Regions from separate parts of the Rattus norvegicus genome. Here region 2 is linked to region 1. A link is a contact called in public Hi-C data. All regions are on one chromosome and are shown on one strand. The core of a region is the stretch at or near the end of the contact, and the rest is flanking DNA. Distances in the headings are between cores, read along the strand shown.

The links. A called contact is a pair of places that touch in the nucleus more often than the background predicts.
Region 2: a contact with region 1 is called in a Hi-C map of the A7r5 cell line, with 9 times the contacts expected there. The contact joins two enhancer-like sites. A contact is called at or near these places in 12 of 12 Hi-C or Micro-C datasets (the A7r5 cell line, the Rat2 cell line, Schwann cells and 7 more) and 1 of 1 datasets of contacts at active chromatin or transcription factors (oligodendrocytes).

The regions. Positions count from the first base shown.
Region 1 is chr20:18,974,755-18,977,738 of GRCr8, forward strand. It overlaps a transcript of Ank3 not described here. Among named protein-coding and RNA genes, the nearest start is that of Ank3, 47 kb to the left of the region's middle. Within about 2 kb of position 1,372, at least 6 of the 93 cell types and tissues checked have an H3K27ac peak or open chromatin away from gene starts, as enhancers often do. A contact at or near this core is called in the A7r5 cell line, where this site is marked.
Region 2 is chr20:19,165,538-19,168,521 of GRCr8, forward strand. It overlaps a transcript of Ank3 not described here. Among named protein-coding and RNA genes, the nearest start is that of Cdk1, 98 kb to the right of the region's middle. Within about 2 kb of position 1,559, at least 3 of the 93 cell types and tissues checked have an H3K27ac peak or open chromatin away from gene starts, as enhancers often do. A contact at or near this core is called in the A7r5 cell line, where this site is marked.

The DNA.
Region 1 (2,984 bases), core at 122-2,621:
GAGTGGGTGTGGCCTTGTTAGTGTGGGCATGGCCTTGTTGGAGTGGGTGTGGCCTTGTTGGAGTGGGTGTGGCCTTGTTGGAGTGGGAGTATCCATGTGTGCGTGGGCTTCAAACCCTCACCCTAACTGCCAGGAAGTCAGTCTTCCACTAGCTGCCTTTAGATGAAGAAGTAGAACTCTCAGCTTCTCCTGCACCATGTCTGCCTAGATGCTGCCGTGTTCCCACCCTGATGATAATGGACTGGACCTCTGAATCTGTAAGCCAGCTCCAATTAAATGTCCTTATAAGAGTTGGCTTGGTCATGGTGTCTGTTCACAATAGTAAAACCCTAACTAAGACAAGGATGAAAGTGAAGTTTTTGATCTTGCCAGACAGGTTGGACAGTGAGCTTCTGAGAACTGCCTGTGTGCGCATCTCCGGCTCTGGGGTTACAAGCTCCAAACAGTTTAAAATAGTGGTGAGTTCCCGGAGCTGGTAGAGCATGTGAAAGAACCAAAGGACCAGAGCCATAGATACTGATTCAGTCTGAATGCAGCAATGGGAGGGGTAGAGACAGAAGAAGGAAAGAGTTCAAAAGATCCGCCATTGATAGCGGTTGTGTCCCGTGAGGGTGGGTGTTGGGAAACTCTGCTTCCCTCTACTTCGTCACCAGACACATAATCCGTTGTGCGGCAGGCCCGCCATTTCTGCCGTCTCTACAGAGCCATCCCTCTGCCTTGTCCAGGCATTCTTTTCGGCATTACCATTTCAACCATCAACCAAAACGTCCCTCCACTTCCGGTACCAGACACGAGGAAGACTGTTGAAAGCTTGGGAGAGCCTGGAACACCTAGGATGGTTGTGCTTGAGTGCGTCTTGAGTTCTTTAACTGATGTGCAACGAATGGGTTCCACGGCATAAAACAGTACTCTGAATTCACACAGTACAAACGGCTCTCTAACAGATAAGAATTTCTGCAGTGTGGCCTGGATTCAGGTGTCTGTCTTTCCCTCCCCCTCTCTTCTCTCTTCTCTCTCTCTCTTCCTCTCCCTCTCCCCTCCCCCTTCCTCTCCTCCCACTCCTCCCCCTCTCTCTGTTCTCTCTCTTCCTCCCTCCTCCCCCCTCTATGTTTCTCTCTCTTCTTCCCTCCTCCCCCCTCAATGTTTCTCTCTCTTCTTCCCTCCTTCCCCCTCTATGTTTCTCCCTCTCCCTCTCCCTCTCTTTCTCCCTCTCTCTCTGTCTCTCTCCTTCTCTGGGCAAAACTCCTATTAAAGTATGTTCAGTGTTTAACAGAGAGAAAGTAGGGGGAGCTACAGCGCGTAAGTGAAAGTACCGGTTTGTTAAGCGAGGCAAGAAATCTTCATTCCTGTTCAGTCCAGTTTCCCCGCTTGTTGTAACACTGCCCCCTAGCGTTTGAAAAAGTACATGACTGAACCAACGACTTGCTAGCTCTGAACTGTATTGGGCAAACTTAAAGGTCTAAGCAGGCATGGTGATACGCCCACTTTTGCTTTCTCTGTCATGAGATTTACTCTCTTTTCTTGTCTTTTGTGGCCACTGGTTCATTCTCATTCAGAAAAAAAATCTGCAGAGACGTGTCTAAAAATGTATTAATTAGAAAGTTTCCACTTGCAATGACTTTCTAGGCCTGAGTGCCCCGTTTTAAGCAAGAAACACTTCAATAGAAAAGTGTCCCATATAGTCACTGCTGACATTGTATTAAATACTACGTTAGGAAAAACAATGGATCTAAAACAACTTCAGGGGAGGAAAACAACAACTGCGGGAGGGGCTGGGAAGATGGTTCCATCAACAAAGTGCTCCTTATAAAAGCTTGGGTCCCGAGTAATGGAGGCTACCACATGACTTAAGAAGCACCTAGCCAGCCCCAGAGAAGCAGAAAGGGTACAACCCTGGAGCCAGCCGTCCACAAGCCCTAGGTCAGTGAGAAACCACAGCCCAGAAATCAAGATGGAAGGCTCCCAAAGAATACAGCGCTAAAGGCTGGTACACACACGTACACACACACACACACAGAGAGAGAGAGAGAGAGAGAGAGAGAGAGAGAGAGAGAGAGAGAGAGAGAGAGAGAGAGAGAGATTTGGATGTGTATGGTCCCTATGAGGAGGCTTGGACCTTGGGGTAGCCGTATCTGGAGCTTCTTCAAACCTTTAGGACACAGAGCACATTGGGGGTTGAGGGTGGGTATCTCAGGTACCCGGGAATGTGCCCAGGCAATGGACTGCGGGAACCCAGTCTCCTTAGGCTGCCTCTTAGGATGAGGGGACCAGTTCCTGTCTGCAATGCACCCCAATAGGAGGTGCCACGCCCAAACAGGCTTCAGACGCCAGAGGAACAGTGACTGCAGACTGGGCTCTGCAGAGCTGTGAAGCTGTAGTCACCTGCTCCCACCAGTTGAGTGTCTCAGGTTTACCACAGTGGACGCACTGGCGCTTTCTCTGTTGGACCAGGGGTTCTTTATCCTACATTGAGGAGACAGTATTCACATCTATTTGTTGTGTTCCAAGAGCATGGAGACTACCCCGTGTCAAAGGATCATAACAAAAATGTGCACTCTTGTTACACAAAATGTTTAAAAATCCTGATGCCTTAAAATCAACCACAAGCTTGTACGTCACATTTCCAACGACAGACAAGGAGAAGTAGGTTGGGCAAGAACTTCTTGGAAATACACGGAGGCACAAAGTCTATATCCCAGTGCCCGCATGTTCTTCTCTGTGGACTCTAGCCTTAGACCGTGTTTCATGTGGAATGAAGGGTTTTTTCCCTCTGCGTTTGGAATTTTAAGTGCAATTTCTTCTTGTTGCTAATTTATAATCGGCCACTAGGTGGAGCAGTTGTTCCTTTACTCTTTGAGCACGCTGTGAAAAGTATTCTTGGATTTTCTTTATGAGGCTTAGTGTAACATAATTTTGAAAAGTAAACATCTAAAGGTCGTGGGCATCCACGGAGCACTTGAAAGTCCTAATTTCACGTTGTTCCA
Region 2 (2,984 bases), core at 309-2,808, 190 kb after region 1:
CACATGCATACATATATACATACATCATACATATACATCTACATATATACACCATACAACACATAGTACATCATACAGACATATATATACATCATACACACACATATATACATATGTCTATATGCATGTACATACATATACATATATGTATCATACACAAGAATACATATTTCTACATACATATCTAACTACACACATACATACAGACATCATACACACACTATACATACATATCTCTATACATATACATACCATATACACATCATACACACGTACCATACATCATACAGACATATAAGACATATATATATACATACACACACCCATACCATATATACACATCATACACACATATATACATGTCTATATACATGCATATACCATATACATACATACATCATACACAGAATACATATATCTACATACATATATAAACTTTATACATACAGATAGATATCGCACACATCTATGCATATGTATCTACATATATATATACATGCTATATACATATATACATCATACACATATATTTCTACATACATATATATATATACCATACACATATATACATCATAAACTCATATATATATTTCTATAGACATATACATACTGCATATATACACACATACATAAAATCTATGTTATAAATACATACACACACATACGTACACATACATGCACACAAACATGTACACAATGCACACACATGCATGAACACACATGCACACATGCATAGATGTACACATGCATAAACACACATACAAGCACACACATGCATGAGTATACGCATGTACACATACATGCATGCATGCACACACATACATGCACACACAGGCACACACATACATGTACACACAGGCACACACACACACGATGACCCTTTTCGCTCAGTCACTTCCTCTCATAGATTAGCTAAAGGAAGAGACCTCAGTGTGTCTCGAAGACAATCTAACGGCAAGCCATGTGGCAGGGTGGGGTTCCATACCTATTATTCAGACAGATCGCTTTTCAGTCAGTGAGAAAAGTTATCCATGGATGTTGATTTAGAAAAATGCACTTTCAGAGAGGCCTGGCCTAGACAGTTTTAGCTTGAAAAGTGGTTGGCCATTGCTGGTCTCCCGGCGTGCTCAAATTTAGACACAGAACTCAAGCATATTTTAGGAGTAATTGCCGTCTGCGGGATTGATTAGGGCTGCCATTTTAATTACTGGGAAAATGGTAAGTTTTTTTTTTAAAAAAAGAAAGAAAGAAAGAAAGAAAGAAAGAAAGAAAGGAAAATACAAGTGTCTTAATGCCTTTCACTGAATTTGAGAATACTTATAGAAACATGGGTTAGGGTGTATGCGTATATCTCATATAACCAAATGACATGATACACAAGAACTCGTCTCTATTAGTCACTTTTTTTTTTTTTTTTTTTTTTTTTGGAGCTGAGGACTGAACCCAGGGCCTTGCGCTTGCTAGGCAAACTCTCTACCACTGAGCTAAGTCCCCAACCCCATCTATTAGTCACTTTTATTGTTGCTGTAACAAAATACCTTACCAAAAAAAACAAAAGAAGGAAGAATTTGTTCTGAGTCACCAACAGAGGGCTCCAGGGTTGGCAGAAGGCAGGAGGAGCAGCTGAACGCATTGGATCTGAAGTCCGGAAGCAGAGAGAGCATCACTTTCATTGTTGCTGTAACAAAATACCTTACAAAAGCAACTTTAAAAAGGGAACGATTTGTTCCGAGTCACCGACGGAGGGCTCCAGTCCTTCCCTGTGGGGAAGGCATGAGAAGCAGCTTAACACACTGGATCTGGTCAGGAAGCAGAGAGAGCACCAACGGTGCTCAGTGGGACTAAGTCTAGGATGCCAGCCTGTGGGGCTGCCCACATTAAAGATGGCTCTTTCTTCCTCGGTTACACATCCTTATAAATATACCCAGTGGTCTATTTCCATGATGATTCTAAATCCAGTCAAGCCGACAGTGATCATGTCCCACCGCATTATCTGACTGGTATCCACAGTACTATCCAAAACAAAGCAATATTTAAAATTTGTACCCATTCTATTAAAAAAGATCTTAAAAAGGTTAAGCTATTACTTATAATACAGTTGGTGTTCTAAAAATATTCGCTTGCACGTGATTAATTTCAAACATATCTCTCAGAACAGTATTTTTCACCATTATTTACATTTAAAAAAATGAATTCCCAGTGACGTGCTAAGGTTCAGAACAAAGAGAACCTTATTGCCTTTGGCATGCCTGAGACACTTGTTTCCCACAATTCTCAGGGAGTGGATGCCAGCCCCGGCCATCCCACCCGACTGTTGCTGGGAACCAGAAGACAACAGAGAGGCAGCTAGTCGGTCTGCACTGTGTGGCATATCACGCTGCAGAAAACGGCAACGCGCAAAGCTGCATTCAGAGCTGAGGAAAAAGTTGTGCTGGAATAGACGTGAACTGCGGCAAGGATCTGTCACAGAAGGAAGACCCTAGGTCACCTGCGAGGACAGGGGAACGTCAGGCAGAGAGGAGAGCGTGTCCCTTGGTCTACAGGCTAGTTGACAAAAGCCTGTGTAGCAATGTGGAGGAAAAGCCTCCTGAGGCTGGCGACCACAAGGTGCGAGGAATGCCCAAACTAGGGACAGATCACACGGGACAGTGTTGAAGATCTGGGACTTACCGAGCCATGAAAATCCCTGAGCGTATCCTGAGCAGAGAACCGAGTTTGCTTTCATAAAGCTTTTTCTGGGAGTAAAGTACGGAGTGCTCCGGTCTGGGGCCTATGTCATTTGCCACAATGAACCCCCCCTCCCCCGTCACACCCCTCCGCCATGCATACTCCAAGATGGAGAGAGCCAAAGAGTCAGTTTCTAGATTGAAAGAAAACTGTCCGAGCTCATCCCGTTCCAAGGGACCTGAACGTTTAGGGGGCTGGTTCTTCTGGAAAAGGGAGGGAACGCGGGTCAGCATACATTACCACAGCCAAGAGTACCA